Regions from separate parts of the Sus scrofa genome. Here region 2 is linked to region 1. A link is a contact called in public targeted proximity ligation data. All regions are on one chromosome and are shown on one strand. The core of a region is the stretch at or near the end of the contact, and the rest is flanking DNA. Distances in the headings are between cores, read along the strand shown. Region 1 has its middle 130 kb from the start of KRR1. Region 2 has its middle 130 kb from the start of PHLDA1.

What was found.
Region 2: a contact with region 1 is called in a targeted proximity ligation map of alveolar macrophages. A contact is called at or near these places in 1 of 47 Hi-C or Micro-C datasets (embryonic fibroblasts) and 1 of 2 datasets of targeted methods (alveolar macrophages).

The regions. Positions count from the first base shown.
Region 1 is chr5:38,952,501-38,955,200 of Sscrofa11.1, reverse strand. No RefSeq gene overlaps it. Among named protein-coding and RNA genes, the nearest start is that of KRR1, 130 kb to the right of the region's middle.
Region 2 is chr5:39,187,082-39,189,781 of Sscrofa11.1, reverse strand. No RefSeq gene overlaps it. Among named protein-coding and RNA genes, the nearest start is that of PHLDA1, 130 kb to the left of the region's middle.

The sequences.
Region 1 (2,700 bases), core at 196-2,695:
AACCAGTTTTAGTATGTTAAGTAATATGTCCAAGGTCACACAAATAGAAAGTACAGAGCTAAGATTAAAATATGCTCTGTGTTCTGAACAACTTTATAATGCTCCAGAATTTTCCAACCTTGTAAAATTTAGGACCTAGATTTTAAGCTTTTGTGAGAACGTCTTAAGACTTCATTATCTTGTTTGCTGATTTCATGTTTATGAAAAGTGTGACAGAGCTCAGTTCTCCCAGGACAGGCTTAAAAACACTAATTCATTCATTTGTCAAATACTTATTGAGTGTCTACTTCCCACCAAGCCCTGTTTCAGAAGGTGACAATCTAGAGCTAAACAAGGTAGACAAAGATCCTATATTCACAAGGCTGACATTCCTTTGGGGGAGACAGACATTCTATAAGTAAACAAAGATGGTGTTGGGTGGTATAAAGAAAAGACAGAGTAATGTGCTAGAGAGTAATTGCATTGGGGTCTGAGGGAAAGACAAGATGAGACTTGGCTATCAGAGGAGGCTTTTTGGTGACAAGCAGCCTTAGACCTGAATGATGAGAAGGAACCAGACAAATAAGGACCTGAGGATCTGCAGGAAGAACATTCAGGCTTAAGAAATGGCAAGGGCAAAGGTCCTGGAAACAGAAGAAGCTTAGTGAGTTCCTGAAACACAAAATGACCTATGTGGCTAAAAGCAGTGTGAACGATGGAAGAGTGGAAGGGGATAACTATAACTTCAGACACACAGGCAAGGCTAGATCACATAGGGTCTTTAGGCCTGCAAAGGATTTGGGGTTGTTGGTTCTTTTTTTCCCCCAAGTGTAATGGGAACCCCATGTTGAGTTTTATGAAAAGCAGCCTCATCTAATTAATCTTTTAAAAGGATGACATCACTGCTGTGTAAAGAACAGATTTTAGGAGGCAAAAATGAAAGCAAAGCAATGAGTTAGAAAGCCGGCGATTCCACTGTCCTGGTAAGAAACACTTGTGGTTCAGATCAGGTGGTAGCTGGCCCAAAGGTGACTTAGATCACTGGAGGGAAATGGATGAGTTCAGGAAAATGGAAGAGGAGTGGACAAAAATTTCTGGTAAATCAAGTGTGGTAAGAGATAGAAATTGGTTTAACTCTTGGATTTGGGGGCTGATGGGAATGTTGTACATACTTGTTACATATACAGGTATATACAGGTATGTACATAGACCTCTATACACATTATACAGGCCGTTTACATATATTAACTAATTACTAATTACAAATATTAATTGCCAGAGTCCTATGAGGTAGCAGGTATTTCCTGAAACTATTTCTGACAAAGAACCTGAGATTTAGAGAGGTTAAACAACTTGATTCTGGTCATGTAGGTAGTAAATTGGGAAGCCAAGATTTGCACCCAGGTGTGCCAGGCATCAAAAGCAGTGCGCTTTCTCCTATGCGACAGCGCCACCCCCGGAGCGCTGATGGAGACTGCAGCTTGCCTGCGCGGTGAGAGAGAAAGAATTCCGCAGCTGAACACGGAGTCACATGTGAGGACATGTTCTGTTATCAAAGGACACATGTTGCCAGGCCTCCCTTTGGTTCCTTGAAGGGCTATTTTCCATTTTTGGAATCTTCTGTCTTGGAGATGTGAGCACGTGGGGTGGAGTCAGAAGTACATGAAATGATTAAGCAGATGGAGAAAATGACTTCCGAGAAATGACGAAAAGATTGCAGCTCTGCTCAGTGATGACTAAAGAGCCCATCAGTCTGTAAATATTTCATTGGTGGAAACTCAGGAAGAGAGGATTTTTCTTTTTTTCCAGAAAGTAGAGCAGAATTGTATGAAGGGACAGGAAAAGTGTAGAATCCCTAAATCTGATCTTAACTTTATGACGTTAGTAGCTTATAATGACTCTGTGTCTAAACATTCTCATCTTAAAGGAATGAGCTAAGATTGAGGTCATTTCTCCAGAAAGGCATCAAAATCCACAGAAAATACTTCTTCCTTTTATTGATTGATTGATAAATATTTATTAGCCCTCTACTTTACAAGAAGAGGATTTGGGGTATAGTATAGGTGTCCATTTCACATATTTTAAATTTACAGTGAAACTTTTTTTTTTTAATGAGACAGCTATTATGACAATTCCTCCACAGTAATCGTCTGTCTGCCATCAGAATTTATTCCTACACTGAAGCATATTAACTATCGTCATGTGCCAGAGTCTTAAAGGAGTCAGCAGAGGAAGGGTAATGCTGGTACCAAGGATCTCTATTGTCTGAATCATGCTACGCTCTAAAGAATGGGGAGGCTTAAGTTTCAAACACAGGCTGGAGATTTCCTTGCATTTGCCACAATGTACGTTTGTCTGCACATTTGTTAGTGAAATGAGAGAACACGGCTGCTTGATAACAGAAACAACTGTCCAATACACTGCATACATTATCTCCCCAAGTACAGTATGAAAATTATATCCATCAGGCTGCGAAGTCAGAGAACCTCAGTTTATCAGCTACTTCTGGGCTATATGCAAAAGCTAAAGCCACTGAGGGAAAGGCTTCTTGAAAAACACAACTGTCCTTTTCAGATATTTTTGAAATCTCATATTCTTTTTCTGATGTTTTTGGCCCTCTGCTCTTGCATGGTTGGGAGGCCATCCTGAGGCCCGAAGGTTAAAGAGGAATCCAAGTGGATGTGCCGTCTTAATGGACTTTGAATGTGCTCCAGAATGCCA
Region 2 (2,700 bases), core at 7-2,506, 230 kb before region 1:
GATTTAAAATATGAGTCCTCTGTGATTGAAAATGTATAAGTCCCATGAGGCTCAAAAATCCTAGCTTTTTAAAAAGGTAATTAAAGTGAAAATGTGACCATGTGGCACTTAATTTAACATCCTTTTTGTGGAGCCAGAACTCAAGGGAAAAATCTGTGATTTGACTGCTCAGAGCACCCCATGAAATTGTGCTTTTATTGCAGCTATCTAATTTTCTAGCATGGAACAGAAACCATAGGGTTATTTATTGTAAAACACCTCCTTTTGTTTCCTATTTCTTTTCCTTCCTAGATAGCTTTGTTTTCCCATTTTGAGATAGTTTAATGGTAAGAAAAAAACCTACATTTTTTTCAAGCAGAAGTCCAGTATTTAAGTGCTAGAAACTTTTATGCCATAAAACATTGCCTGTTTTAATAATTCATCTTGTCTTTCTTCTCCTCCTCAAATCTTATTGAATGGCAGGATTGTGCACTATGATCTACTGGATCTTAAAAATATAAAGAACTTTTATTGGTATGGAATTTGACAATATATAAAAACGTACTTATCCAATTAAACTTTTGAATCATAAATTTAAAAGTAAGTTTAATAACTTAGATGTAAGAGATGTTTTTGAAAGATGTATACTGAATTCATTCAGTATTTGCTAAGATTTGATAGTGGTTCAAATTTTCCCACCTTAGAAAATATAGAATAAATCAAATTAAATCTTTAAGAATGGTACCCTGATTTTGGCAAAGCATAGTCTGTTTAACACACATATAACATGTTTAAAAAAAAAGTCCTTCTTGAGAGTTCCTGTTGTGGTGCAGTGGAAATGAATCTGACTAGCTTCCATGAGGATGAAGTTTCGATCCCTAGCCTAGTTCAGTGGGTTAAGGATCCAGTGATGCTGTGAGCTGTGGCGTAAGTTGCAGATTCAGTTCAGATCTGGTGTTGCTGTGGTGTGGGCTGGCAGCTGCAGCTCCAATTCAACCCCTGGGAACTTCCATATGTCCTAGGTACAGCCCTAAAAAGCGAAAAAAAAAAAATCCTTCTTAGCATCTAGGAGTTTATTTTTCATTTGTAAGTGGTTAGATTCTGAAGATTTCATCTTTTTTTCTTTCAACCGGAAGGTGACTATACCTTCTTAGCATCTTTAGTTACTTAATGAGGAAGATGGTGCTTCATTTTTCTATCGAGGAAGTAGAGCATCTGAAATTCTGAGCTTGGTGTTCACTGAGTTGTTGCTTCCTGAATTTGGAGATGAGTGAGTGTGAGGTTAAGTCAGAGTTTACTTTTTAAAAAATTCTGTCTTCTGGGAGTTCCTGTTGTGGCTCAGTGGAAACAAACCTGACTGGTATCCATGAGAATGTGGGTTTGATCCCTGGCTTCACTCAGTGGGTAAAGGATCTGGTGTTGCGTTGCTGTGAGCTGTGGTGTAGGTCACAGACAAGGCTCAGATTCTAAGTTGCTGTGGCTGTGGTGCAGGCCAGCAACTGCAGCTCTGGTTCAACCCCTAGCCTGGGAACTTCCGCATGCTGTGGGTGTGGCCCTTAAAAAAAAAAAAAATCTATCCTCTCATTTGCATAATGAGGTTCCCACAGCATATGGAAGTTCCCAGGTTAGGGGTCGAATCAGATCCACAGCTACCGGCCTGCACCACAGCCACAGCCACTTGGGATCTGAGCTGTGTCTGTGACCTACACCACAGCTCACAAAAACGCCAGGTCCTTAACTCACTGAGTGAGGCCAGGGATCCTAGTCTGGTTCATTAACCGCTGAGCCACGAAGGGAACTTCTCATCAGGCATCTTATCACAAAAACCTGCTGGTTGGCCTGGGAGAGAAGAGAAAGAGGATGGTGACTGAAATTTGTGCAGCAGGAAAGTGGGGTTAAGACTCAAACAATGAGCTCCCTTAGCTTCTTGGCAAGTTTCCTTTAAAGGCAAGGAATTCAGCCAGAGAAATCTGAGAAACCTGGACTGCCTTCTAGGATAATGGTTTACCATCTTTGAGAGTAACTCTCCACATTGTGGCAACCCAGAAGATGTTGGTCCCATTTTTTTTTTTTTTGCAATAGAGGGAGAAAAACCAGGAGAGAGAGGCTACCCTTTTGAAAGCCTTAAAAGAATCATACTCTTGATGGTAGAGGGGTCTCTTCCACCCTAGGGATGTTCATTTGTTTATTCATTCATTCATTCATTCATTCACACATGAAGCTATATGGCAGTACTGAGATGCTAGAAAGCTTAGCAGAACAGAACTTCAGCCCTCATAGAGCTTGCATTCTGATATGGGAGGTAGAAAATCAATGTGTATCACATGGAAGAAGGATTACAGATCAAGAGGGAGCACAAGGAAGGGCTAGGAAGCGTGGTAGTGGGCAGTGGGTGGAATTGTGTAATCTTGGAGCTCAAGGCAGACATCTCTATAAGGTGACTTGAAGCAGTGTGGGAATGAGCTACACAGACACATAGGGAAGGGCATTGCGGGGAGTGAGACCAGGTATGCACTTGATGTATGCAAGGGGCCATAAGCAATCCAGGTCTGCTGAATCATAATGTCTGTGGGTGGTGATGGTGTAGGAGATGATAAAAGATAGGTGGAGCTGTGGAGCAGATTATGGAGGATTTTGTAGATTCTTGAAAGGAATTCTGCTTTGACTCTGAGATGGGAAGCCATTTGAGAATTTTGATGAGAAGATGACATTCATGAACTA